Regions from separate parts of the Sus scrofa genome. Here all the other regions are linked to region 4. A link is a contact called in public Hi-C and HiChIP or PLAC-seq data. All regions are on one chromosome and are shown on one strand. The core of a region is the stretch at or near the end of the contact, and the rest is flanking DNA. Distances in the headings are between cores, read along the strand shown. Region 1 holds the start of ARHGDIA (Rho GDP dissociation inhibitor (GDI) alpha). Region 2 holds the start of SLC38A10 (putative sodium-coupled neutral amino acid transporter 10). Region 3 holds the start of NDUFAF8 (NADH dehydrogenase [ubiquinone] 1 alpha subcomplex assembly factor 8). Region 4 holds the start of ACTG1 (actin, cytoplasmic 2).

The links. A called contact is a pair of places that touch in the nucleus more often than the background predicts. HiChIP or PLAC-seq counts read pairs in DNA pulled down with a chosen protein or histone mark.
Region 1: a contact with region 4 is called in a Hi-C map of liver, with 2.2 times the contacts expected there. The contact joins the promoter of ARHGDIA here to the promoter of ACTG1 in region 4. A contact is called at or near these places in 2 of 47 Hi-C or Micro-C datasets (heart right ventricle and liver).
Region 2: an H3K27ac HiChIP or PLAC-seq map of skeletal muscle shows a contact between it and region 4. The contact joins the promoter of SLC38A10 here to the promoter of ACTG1 in region 4. A contact is called at or near these places in 2 of 5 promoter capture datasets (fetal liver and liver), 10 of 47 Hi-C or Micro-C datasets (embryonic fibroblasts, epiblast stem cells, heart right ventricle and 3 more) and 2 of 2 datasets of contacts at active chromatin or transcription factors (alveolar macrophages and skeletal muscle).
Region 3: an H3K27ac HiChIP or PLAC-seq map of alveolar macrophages shows a contact between it and region 4. The contact joins the promoter of NDUFAF8 here to the promoter of ACTG1 in region 4. A contact is called at or near these places in 3 of 5 promoter capture datasets (fetal skeletal muscle, liver and skeletal muscle), 23 of 47 Hi-C or Micro-C datasets (adipose tissue, alveolar macrophages, blood and 13 more) and 2 of 2 datasets of contacts at active chromatin or transcription factors (alveolar macrophages and skeletal muscle).

The regions. Positions count from the first base shown.
Region 1 is chr12:1,111,895-1,114,934 of Sscrofa11.1, reverse strand. ARHGDIA (Rho GDP dissociation inhibitor (GDI) alpha) reads right to left here and starts at 1,540. Exons shown (of 6, transcript NM_001201384.1): 1 at 1,494-1,540. LOC110255935 (a long non-coding RNA gene) reads left to right here and starts at 1,631. Exons shown (of 2, transcript XR_002336921.1): 1 at 1,631-1,733; 2 at 1,966-3,040.
Region 2 is chr12:1,479,690-1,482,653 of Sscrofa11.1, reverse strand. SLC38A10 (putative sodium-coupled neutral amino acid transporter 10) reads right to left here and starts at 1,409. Exons shown (of 18, transcript XM_005668573.2): 1 at 989-1,409. The coding sequence starts at 1,087.
Region 3 is chr12:1,517,963-1,520,871 of Sscrofa11.1, reverse strand. NDUFAF8 (NADH dehydrogenase [ubiquinone] 1 alpha subcomplex assembly factor 8) reads left to right here and starts at 1,394. Exons shown (of 3, transcript XM_021066478.1): 1 at 1,394-1,552; 2 at 1,695-2,909. The coding sequence starts at 1,469. The coding sequence ends at 2,294. TEPSIN (TEPSIN, adaptor related protein complex 4 accessory protein) reads right to left here and starts at 1,112. Exons shown (of 14, transcript NM_001244108.1): 1 at 1,054-1,112. The coding sequence starts at 1,101.
Region 4 is chr12:1,318,869-1,321,808 of Sscrofa11.1, reverse strand. ACTG1 (actin, cytoplasmic 2) reads right to left here and starts at 1,454. Exons shown (of 5, transcript XM_003357928.4): 1 at 1,311-1,454; 2 at 567-935; 3 at 1-276. The coding sequence starts at 929.

The DNA.
Region 1 (3,040 bases), core at 291-2,790, 210 kb after region 4:
CACTGGTGATCAGTGTTGGATCTTCCTCCACAGGTGGCCAAGCCTCCATGTGGGCCCAAGAGCAGGCGCATCCTCTGTAACAGGAAGGCCATGACAGCCAGAACGTCGAAAAGGGCCCGGAAACAGTCTCCCGAGGCCCAGAAGGGCCACCTTCACCTCCTCATCCTGCCCACCTCAGGGGACCCAATTCCAGGTCCACAGTATCCAGGGCTAGAGAGGCCCCAGCCTGCCCCTTGCAAAGACCAGGGACAGCTCCCCTGCTTCCAGGAAGCAGCAGCACCCCAGACCTACCTAGCAGGGTCAGGACCAAGTCCTGCTGCTTGTCCTGAATCGCCCAGGGGCTCACCTCAAGAGATCCCTCCTACTGACTATTGCTGATCGGTCTGTTCCTTCAGGCCTGTCCTAAATGTCTGTGCAGGCTACAAGTTAGTTCTTTCTCACCCTACAAACACAAGGCTCTCCTAAGGCTCAGATGACAGGGCTAGCCTGAGTCGCACAGATAAATCCTGAAATGGACGAGGGACCCTAAATGTCTGCCAACCTTATCTCCAGCTGTGAGGGTTCAGAGACCTAGAATTTGGAAACTGCTCTAGACGTGTGGGAATTTCAGGAGCCCCCTTCGGGATCCTCGCCCAGAAGAGCTCGCAGCAGTGCCATCAAAGAGAGGAGCAGTGCATAGGGCAGCCACTGGTCTTCTTTCACTAAGAATGACCATCGCATACCCCCCCCGGAATCCCCGAGCAGTATCTGAAACCCGCTCGGACCCGACTCGGTGGTGTGGGAGGTGGGTCAGGGCCGCCGTTGTCCGTAAAGACAGCCAAAGCCGGGATGTGCGCGCGGACAAGATCTCACAAAGGGCCGCGGGGGACCCGGAACCACCCGGCCGCCGAAGGCAGGGTGGGGCCCGGCCCGTATTTCCAGACCTCCTAGTCGCTTCCTCTGGAATTCCTCTAGAAAGCTCACGCCCTAACGCCACTCAAGCGCGGCCGCAGGCGACAGGATCCTCTAAGTGCGATCGCGCGGCGCGCACTTCCTGCAGGGCCCGCAATCTGGACAGGGCGCGGCAGGCGCGCGGGGTGGGGCGCGGGGGCCACACGGCTCAGGCGAGTGGGCGTCCGGCCGGAGCAGGCTGGCGTGCACCGGCGAGGAGGGAGCCGCTGAGCACGAGCTGCGACCACAAAAGAGGCCTGCACCTCTGTGCATCCCCAGCTCCCGCCCCCGGCCCCTACGCCCCCACCTCTCGCCTTCCAGCTCCCTCGCCGCCGCCTCCCTCCTCCGGCGTCCCCGATTCGCACGTGGGCTGCCCCGGCGCCCCGGCCGCCGCCCGCTGTCACCGCCGCCCCCGCCCAGCGCAGACCCTTCGGGTGGGCAGGCAGGAGGGCGGGGCGGGCGGGGCGGGCGGCGGGAACAAAGGCGCGGCCCCCCGCCTCCCCCTCCGCGGCTGCCCCGCCCGCTAGCCCACCGCACCAGCCGGCCCCGCCGCCCGCGCTCACCGGAGCCTCGACCGCGCCGCTCTCGCGCTCCCTCCCGCACGGAATGACGAACGTCGCCGCCCCACCCGCGCGCGCCCGGCCGGCCACTTCCGGGATCACGCGACTTCCGCTCGCGCCGGGCGGGCTCCGGAGAGCGCATGCGTGCGCGGGGGCTGCTGGGAGCGCGCCGCGGCCATCTTGAGATCCCGGCTTGTGGGCGCGTCCCGCGTGGGCAGCGAGCGGGGAGCCCTGTGGAGGCCGGTAGGGTTGGGGTTCTGCGCCCTTTGGCACCTGCGTTTCCTGGTCCGGGGCGTCCCCGCGGGTCAACCCGCAAGCTAAAGGGGCGAGGCAGTGGCTCGCGGACGGTGGGCGTGGCACGCGAGGCGCAGGCGTGTCTCTCGGGCACGCAGCCGTCACACCGCGGGGACGCGCTAGTCGGGCAGCCCCCGTCCCCGAAACCAGCGCGCCGTCCCTGCCTTTCCTTCCTTTCCAGACCCGTCAGCGTTTGGCCGCCCTGCCGGGAGCGCTCCTTCACGAAGAGAAACTCAGCATCGGGAGCGGCTCTGTGCCGCTCGTGACTCCGGAAGCCCCTGGCTCAGCCGCCACCGTCCCCCGGGGTCTCCACCCGGAGCGCCGGGGCTGGGGGCGCGCGTGATTTGTGGCCGGCGGGATGGAGCCCGCGCTGCCGAGGGCCCCCAGCGCTCGTCTCTCCGCGTGGGGTCCAAGCCCTCCGCTCCACGGCGCGGTCACGTACGCTCACCTGGATGGCGCATCGGCTTGTTAGGCGGTAGAAGCGATAGAACTGCGAAATACTGATCTTAGTATTTTTGGAAATGTCTCAACTTGCGCCAGTTTGGGGAATACTGTCAGCTTTCTGTGTAGAAAGTTGAGCTGGCCAAAGGCAGAGCATTCCAAGCTGGTTGGTTCCTGGGATGTGCTTCGCAGGCGTCCTGTTACTGGAAGCTGCAACGCCAGAGCCGGGCGTCCTGCCTCGCTGCCAAACTGCTTTCCAGTAACCCAAGTGCCTTTTACTTTATTTATTCTTTTTTTTTTTTTTTTTTGTCTTTTTTTTGTCTTTTTGCTATTTCTTTGGGCCGCTCCCGCGGCATATGGAGGTTCCCAGGCTAGGGGTTGAATTGGAGCTGTAGCCACCGGCCTATGCCAGAGCCACAGCAACGCAGGATCCCAGCCGTGTCTGCAACCTACACCACAGCTCACGGCAACGCCGGATCCTTAACCCGCTGAGCGAGGGCAGGGACCGAACTCGCAACCTCATGGTTCCTAGTCGGATTCGTTAACCACTGTGCCACGAGGGGAACTCCTATTTATTCTTTTTTTTTTTTTTTTCTCTCGCTTTTTTTAGGGCCGCAGCCGTGGCATATGGAGGTTCCCAGGCTGCGGGTCACATCAGAGCTACAGCTGCTGGCCTACACCACAGCCACAGCAACACGGGATCCAAGCCTAGTCTGCAACCTACACCACAGGTCAGGGCAACTCCGGATCCCCCTGAGTGAGACCAGGGATCGAACCCAAAACCTCATGGTTCCTAGTCGGATTTGTTTTCGCTG
Region 2 (2,964 bases), core at 160-2,659, 160 kb before region 4:
GAAGCCGCCAGCATGGCCTTCCACGTCAGCCCGCCGTCTCCATCCCCCCAGCAACACGGTCACCAAGCAAGTCAGAGCAACCGCTCACACGGGAACCGAAACGCATTTTCTTCTGCTTGCTATTTACAGCAAAGCATCCTAAATATGAAAAATGCAAAACCTGAATCTAAGATGAAGCAACTGGAGCCCACGTCAAGGCCAAAATATCATCTTATGCGCATTTTTCCACGTAAGGCTGGTCTTTGAGGGCCTGCTGGCCACCTGTCCTCCCCTGGTGTCCCACTGGTCCTCCTCCAGCCTCAAGAAAGCCGCTCTCCCTCGTGGCCAGCTCCTGCCCCAGGCGGCCGGGGGAGCGGCACCTCCAGTGTGGCACACAGGAAGCGGAGAAGTTCGTTTTTAGTTAAGAAGTTGCCCAATTTGATAACTCTGTCAACCTCCCTCTTCTAAAGGACCAAAAGCCTCTTTATTTGTGGATTAAACAGAAGCCAAATAAACCCACACCTCAAAAAAGGCTGAGTTTCTCTCCTGCAGTATTTAACGTCGGAATGACACCAATTTTTTAATACTTCCGACGTTTTCCGTTAAGGTAAGGTTTGCCCACAGCGAAACACAAAGCTCTGACGTGTCCAATCTGGTGAATTTAGCAACCCCCTCAGAACCCACACCCCAATCTAGTTCCAAGGCCGGGGTTGACCTGTGCGCTCCCGGAAAGGAGTGCGGTGGGATCAGAGTTGCAAGAAACGCCAGGAAAGGACGCGAACACGGAGTCCCGCGGTCACTCTCCAGTTTTCAAGATCGCCTCGCTACACGCTGCACCTCGGTCTGAAGTTACCAACGGTGCGCAAGCTGTTCGCGGGGGGCTTTCCCTCGGCTTCCGCGGCGGCGCCGGGGCGGGTGGGCTGCCGGGTCCCTCCTCCCGCCGCGCCGGCTCCCGTGACGGGCTGAGCCCGGGGCGGCCGGGGCGGCGACCACCGCCCGCTCGACTCACCTGTTTGAAGCAGAAGGGCATGGTGAGGACACTGACCCCTACTATGCTGTTCACTATGTTCGTGATAAGCCCCCAGTTGGAGGCCGCGGCCGCGGTCATGGCGCGAGGCCTGGGGCCCCGGAGCCCCGGGTCCAAGGCGCCGGCAGGACGGTGGGGCGCGAGACCCCGAGGGGGACGCCGCCTGGAGGAGGCGGTCTCGCGGGAAGGCGGCGGGAGCAGTCACCCTCCAGGCCCCGCCAGGCCCCGCGGCCGCCTCATAGCTTCGTCCCCCGCTGGCTCCCGCGGGCCACCGCAGCGTCCCCGAGCCCAGACCGGGAAAAGCCGCGGGGAGCCGGCGAGAAACACTCCGGTGCTGCTCGGCGGCCGCCTGGGCACGCACACTTCCGCCTTCCGCGAGCTCCTCCGCCCGGAAGTGACGACGAGGGGCGGAGCTCGGGGCAGGGCGCTCACCAATGAAAGGCGGACCTCGGCGCCTGCAGGGGCGGGGCTTGGATGGACGCACACGGGGGGGTGGGGACGGGGTCTATGGGGCGCACCTGTCCCTACAGCCAGCTGATCCTCCCTGTGGAGCTGGCGTCCTGCGCCATGTCTTGCAGGGTCTGGAGCACAAGAGCTCGCCCCTTGTGGCCCCCATCCGGAAGAGCAGTGGAGGGCAGGAGGGAAAGGGCCACGTCACGCCTTCTGGAGAGGAGCAGGATTTTAAGCCTTCATTTTCAGCAATTACCCTCGAGACCGATTGGGAGAAGTGTGCTAGATGCGCGGGTCTCCGGGGCTGCACCTTCATGTCAGCGTTGATAACGGATTCCAGGAGTTAGCGCCCACGTTTTAGGAGTGGGACGCTGAGCACAGAGAGGCTGAGTTCCTCAGCAAGAGTACACAGTTCTAAAGAGTGGGCATGGAGGAGTTCGCGTTTTGGCTCATCAGGTTAAGGACCAGTCTCCGTGAAGATGTGTGTTTGACCCCTGGCCTGCCTAAGTGGGTTAAGGATCCAGCGATGCCACAGGCTGCAGCACAGGTCGCAGATGTGGCTCAGATTCGGTGTTGCCATAGTGTAGACCCCTGCTGCAGCTCCCATTCGACCCCTGGCCCAGGAACTTCCATATGCCACGATGCAGCCACAATTTAAAAAAAAAAAAAATTGGAGTTCCTGCTGTGGCACAACAGGTTAAGGATCCAGTATTGCAGCAGCTGTGGTGTAGGTCACACCTGGGTCTGGGATAGGATCCCTGTCCGGGCAACTTCCATATGCCGTGGATGCGGTGGAAAAACATTTTTTTAAATAAGCAATAATAAAATAGCCCGGAATATATATATCCATTCTCCTGCTGAGGGCCACCGAGTTGCTTCCAATTATTTGCCATTATAAACAGTGATTCAGTGAACACCACGGCCCTTGTCTTCTCGGGTGTTGGGGGGGCTCCAGGGTAAACCCGTAGAAGCAGAACTGCCGGTTCACGTGCAGGCACACCTTCATTTTACCAGGTATTGCCCAATCGCTCTTCAAGTAGTTATGAGAGTTCTTGCTAGTTTACATCAGAGGCTGGACAATTTTTTTGTTTGTTGTCTTTTCTAGGGCTGCACCGCGGCATATGGAGGGTCCCAGGCTAGGGGTCTAATCGGAGCTATAGCCACCAGCCTACACAACAGCCACAGCAACATAGGATCCGAGCCCCATCTACAACCTACATCACAGCTCACGGCAATGCCGGATCCTTGACCCACTGAGCAAGGCCAGGGATGGAACCTGCAACCTCATGGTTCCTAGTCGGATTTATTAGCCACCGAGCCACGACGGGAACTCCAGAGGCTGGTCAATTTTTCCTGCGAAGAGCCAGGTAGCAAATATTTTCTGTTTCAAAAGCCACATAGTGGAGTTCCCATTGTGGCTCAGTGGAACCAAGCCTGACTAGCATCCACGAGGACACAGGTTCGAGCCCTGGCCTGGCTCAGTGGGTTAAGGATCTGGCATTGCTGTG
Region 3 (2,909 bases), core at 145-2,644, 200 kb before region 4:
TTCTGTCCTGAAAATGCCCAGTCCTCGGTGGCTCTAAGGGCTCCCCGCCTCCCCCGTCAGTGACGCAGGCGTCTGACACACCTAAGGGACACACTATGTTCCTTATGTTTCGTTTAGAAACAGCTTAGCAATAAGCAGTTTAAAACCGAAGAGCTTGGAGGCTTTCCTTGTGCGTCTCCCTGGCTTGACTGCACCCTAAACACAATCACCTGTGAACTAAAGATGAGGCGCCCTGAGCACAACCGCCCGGGGATTAAAGATTAGCACCTGCTGTTCTTCAGGAACTTTCCCAATTCGTTCTAACCGCTCATCAGGATACCCCTTTCTCAAGTATTGTTATTCCAGGAAAAGTCAAGATTCATAACCCGGAAAACCACTGAGCTCTCCGGCACCAGCTTAGGTGACTAAGAATCGCTGAAAGAAAGAAGAATGCGTGTTTGCCCCAACCCTGATTCTTATCTGAAACCCTGTTTTTCTCCTTTTAGACCATAAAACTCCCTGCAACTCTTCCCCAAGAAACGGCCCAGTCTTTAGGGCGTTAGCCTGCTGTCACCTCCTTGGCCTGGCAGAGCAATAAAAGCTATTTTTTTCTCCTTCACCCCTATCTGACGCCCGCCACTGAGTGAAACGGTCGTCCTGCTTTCCAGGCTAGTGTCTGGCCCTGTAATTGATCTTCGACAGAGCTCAGGGGTCACTGCGTCTTTTTCTCGAAAGCTCTCAAGTTGGGTAAGAAAGCACTAACTTGGGGCCCCTGGCTCTCTTCCCCAATTTGGACTCGGGTCAAGGCGTCTCACTGTCCCCAGGACCTGACACAGGGCTGGCTGACCTGCCTCCTCCACGCACGTGCGGCGGGGTCCCGCAGCCTCGGAGGGGTCCAGGGTAGGAGGGAGAGGAGGGGAGCCGGGGGTGTCGGAGGCGGGGCTGGGGGGAAGAGGCGAGAGGAGAGGTGGGGGGGCCGCAGAGCTGTGACCCCGCGGGGGCCGAGCGGGGCCACGGAGGCGGCCAACTCGGCCGGGAGGCTGCGCGCGGCGGGGCCGGGCCGCCCGCACTCACCCGGTGCAGGAAGCTCAGCCGGTCCCGCAGCTGCGGCGTGGCCGCCATGGATGCCGGTCACCTTCCGGCCCCGCCCAGCTTCCGCCAAGCCCTGACCCCGTCCAGTCACTCAGCGGGCCTGGCCCCGCTGGCCAATCGTTCGCGTGGGGCGGGCCCTGAGGCCGTCCTCGGTAAACAATTTGCACCTGAACCAATCCAAAGTCTAAGGTCAAAGACGGACGAAACCACGAGCCAATTACAGGGCTCTGCTCCCAGAGCGTAGTTCCGGAGGCGAGGCAGAGGCGTGGCTGAAGCCTGGCCAATTACAAAGCGCAGAACAGGTTGTGGGCGGAAGCGTCGACCAATCAAGCTGTTGGGTGCGGGAAGAGGCCGGACCTAAGATGGCGGCGCCCACGGGTGCCAGGAAGAGCCGCTCATGTCGGGTAGCGGAGCGGTGTGGGGTCGAGTGCGAAGCCGCCTCCGCGCCTTCCCCGAGCGCCTGGCGGCCTGTGGGACTGAGGTGCGGAGCCGTCAGCGAGGCGGGAGGGCTGTACGGGGCGGGGCGGGGCGGGCGGTTACCGGGGAGCGGCGGGGGGGTCTACTGGCTGACCGGCGGGCGCAAGGGCCGCCGCGATCCTCGCCCGTCCCCGTCCTGTCCCCAGGCCGCGGCCTACGGCAGGTGCGTGCAGGCATCCACCGCCCCGGGCGGCCGCCTGACCAAGGACCTTTGCGCGCAAGAGTTCGAAGCCCTGCGGCGCTGCTTCGCCGCCGCGGTAAGTGGGCGCCGGCCCCGCCGGGGCGGGGGGCACCCTGGTTTCGGTGTTGGGCGCCGGCAGGTGCTGCGCACACGGCACACCCGCCCACCAGCCAGCGCGACCCCCGCCCGGCCGTGTCCATCGCGGGGAGGGGAACGGCACCCTCACCGTGTTACTGCGGTGCCTTGGAACCCTACCTGGGCCTGTCGCCGAGGCGGGGTAACGCCAAAAGGGACCCCACGTGTGTGCTGCGCGTGGGCGGTTACAGCCAGGCCCCTGGTCTCCCCCTGCTCGACTGCGCGTTTCTCAGAGGGTGAAGGGACAACCAGCAGGGCCGCAGCGGCTGCGAAGTCCTCCACCAGCCGCGCTGACGGGTGCCAAGGGCGCAGAAGCGGCTGCGCTGACGCGGTCTGTTGGTTCCCTGGCTCTGGGTTCAGATCTGCCTCCAACCACTCAGGAGCGGGTGTCTTCTGTTTCCGAGCTGTGGCATTTTCTGATCCTCACTGATCGAACCCTGTGCTGGAGAAATCCTTACGCACTATGCCCACGTAAAGAACTATGGTGTCCAGTTTGTGTTTTCAAGAAAGACGAGGAAGAAGTAGAATTGGAGGCAACTCTCTGGGCAACTGAGATGGGCGCTCCAGACATCTCAAGGGCAGGCAGCGGAGACTGCACTGAGGCTTCCACACGGGGGTTTGAGCTGGTGCCGAGGTGTCAGGTCTCCGGGGTCTGGGGTGGGCTGTGATGCCAAGGATCAGCTCTGTTCACCAGACGCAGATCCTGAGAACCGGACCCCAGAGGGGGCAGGATGATTCCAGGAATCTGAGGCCATTTTCTGACGTTCCGGGATGGCTCTCCCTCCTTTTCTGGGCCCTCAGACCCTCCTCGCACTCCCCTTGCCATGACCGTGGCTGGGACGCGCAGTCTCAGCCTTGTCACCAACCTCTGATCCGACGCGGACATGTCCTTGGGACTTGCTTCCTGCCTCCTGGCAGATCCCCCGGGAGGGGACAGGCCTCGGTCCCACGGTCACCGGTTGCGAGGTGAAGACCCGCGCTCCCGGCACCAGGCTCTGCTCTGGCACCTGTGGGCGCGTGGTCACCTGCACAGGTGTCTGGTCGT
Region 4 (2,940 bases), core at 205-2,704:
CTTGATGTCCCGCACGATCTCCCGCTCGGCCGTGGTGGTGAAGCTGTAGCCCCGCTCCGTGAGGATCTTCATGAGGTAGTCGGTCAGGTCCCGGCCAGCCAGGTCCAGACGCAGGATGGCGTGGGGCAGGGCGTACCCCTCGTAGATGGGCACCGTGTGGGTGACCCCATCCCCAGAGTCCATGACAATGCCAGTGGTGCGGCCAGAGGCGTACAGGGACAGCACGGCCTGGATGGCCACGTACATGGCCGGCGTGTTGAAGGTCTCGAACATGATCTGGGAAAGGCAACGGCTCCTTAGTCAGAGAAGGGACCCCGGGCCACCCCATGCTACACACCATGCCGACATGCCACAAACGTGATGTGATGTGTGGAGAAAAGAAAAGGAAGCAGGCAGAAACACAAACGAGAAACCTTGAGACTTCAGGAAGGAAATGCCAGGAGAAGAACAGAACCCTGAAAATATCGAAAGAAACACTTGAATTTCAGGAAAAAAAACCCAAAAGCTCAGCACTAAACGACTCATGAAACGGATGGAAACGGCCCACTGCACCCGGCAGCGCCTACCTGAGTCATCTTCTCACGGTTGGCCTTGGGGTTCAGGGGGGCCTCCGTGAGCAGCACGGGGTGCTCCTCGGGGGCCACGCGCAGCTCGTTGTAGAAGGTGTGATGCCAGATCTTCTCCATGTCGTCCCAGTTGGTGACGATGCCGTGTTCGATGGGGTACTTGAGGGTCAGGATGCCCCGCTTGCTCTGAGCCTCGTCGCCCACGTAGCTGTCCTTCTGGCCCATGCCCACCATGACACCCTGGTGTCGGGGACGCCCGACGATGGACGGGAACACGGCCCGGGGGGCGTCATCCCCAGCAAAGCCAGCTTTGCACATGCCGGAGCCATTGTCGATGACCAGCGCGGCGATCTCTTCTTCCATGGCGATCTGCTCAAAGGCACGAGCGGCTCAGGCGCGCCCAGCGGCGCCGGGACGGCCCCTGCAAAGGCCCTGCCCGCGAGACGCTCCGCCTCCCCCCGGCCCGGCAGCGGAGAAACCGCCCGGAACCGGGGCCGCCTTTTATGTAACCCCCCCGCCCGCCGCCGTTCCGCGGCGGCGCGGCCCAGAGCGCTCGGCAGTGCGGCCGGACCCCACCCAGCTCCCGCCCCCGAGGGCGCCCCCACTGCGGACCCCGGGGGCCCGCCCGGCCGCCCCTTTTGTTGCCAGCGGCGGTGAAGCCGGGCCTCTGGGGCCGGGGCCGGGCCTGCGGAGGAGCGCGAGAGCCGGACACCGGGCCGGAGCTGCGCAGGCCTGGTCACCTACCGGCGGAGACGGCGGCCGCGGGGCGCGGAGGAGCGAGCGGAGGAGCGGCGAGAAGACACGGAGCGCGGGCCGGCTGCGGCGAGCGAGACCGACCGCGGCCTCCCCCGCCCCTATTTAAGCGGAGCGGGGGGCGCGCGCGGCCCGGCGGCGCGCGCGGCCCCAGAACATGTCCATATATGGCGATCTTTCCGAACGCCGGGCGCCCATTGGCCCGGCCGGCCGGGGCACGTGGGGCCCCGCGCCCGGTCCCGCCCCCTCCCGCACCGCCCCCAACCGCCCCGCCCGCGCCGCCCCCGCGCGCCCGCGACCCCGCGCGCGAGACCCCGCGCGGGGCAGGCTAGCGGGCCGGGCTGGCGATTCCCCCCCCCACCGCCCCCGGGGTCGCAGGGTGGGCCGCAGAGCTGACCCGCCGGCTCCGCCCCGGGACTGTCGCGCACCCTGGGGGAGGGCCCGGCTGCACCCCGAAACTGCCTGGCCCGGGGCTGGGCGGCACCGGGAGCAGGGTGTGTTCCCGCGCCCCGCCCCCGCAGGGGGGCTTCGCTCCCCGCGCGCCCCCTGCGAGTTTCCTCCCCGAGGCTCTGCAGGGAGCTCGGGCCGCGAGGCGGCTTCTCGGTGCTGAGCTGGGGGCGTGGGGGAGGGGAGAGGGCGGTGGTCGCCGCCGGTCGCCGTGGCGGCACTGTGGGCCCGGCGGTCCGGGGGAGTCCCGGGGAGCCGTGACCTCGCCCTTCTCACGACGAGAAGGAGCCGCCCGTTTCCTAGCGCAGCCACCACCGCCAAGGCCCCTCCGCCGGTGTCGGGGCGCCGGGGGTCCCTGATTGTGCAGAGACAGGCCCCGTCCTACCACACCCAACCAACGCATCCTGCGCCTCAAACCGCAGACCCGATTGTCCCCAGGCGGCGGCTCCTCTCTGCGTTTGGGGCCACCCCCTCCTCGTCCGCGGGGGAGGTGGTGGAGTTTTGCTCCATTTTAATTACTTTTGAGTGTTGTATGGAAACTGAGGCAGGGGCTACCTGAATCATCACCTTCCCCCTAGACTTGAGCGGGGCACCCTCTTCTCTGTTTATGATACTAGGAAACGGCCACGCCTGGAGTGGGTTTCCTAGGCCTCAGTAACTCTGGGGCTGTGGGTCCAGTCGGCTCCAGGGCGCGCCCTTTTCCCCAGGAGGCTGGTCTTGAAGTCCTGTCACTGCTGGCAGGGTCTTGGTCACACCTGCTGCCACCAGTGCTTTGGTTATGCCCAGAGGGAACCAGGTACTTTGGAAGCTTTCGGGATTGCTCAGCACGGAATTAAACATCAAAAGAGCCACAGGGAAGAGAGAGCACTGGCCAAGAGGGGTGGCAGTGGTGCCGGGCAGACCGAGTCTGGGGCCTTGTCAGGGTCCCAGTATGCTTGGCTGGACCTGGGCAGGTGTCTGCCGATGGGGGGGCGGGACCAGGTGCCCCAAGAGCCCTTCAGCTGGTGTTCACATCTGCGTTGGGCTAGACAGGTAAAGCCGCTGCCCAGCTCACCTGGGGGGGAACCTCTGTCACCCAAACGCAATCCATGCCTACGGCCACCTGTGCCACCAGGCCTAGCTGGGTACCCGACTTCCCAGACTTTCCAAAGGCACAGGGCAAGGCCTGGTGTGT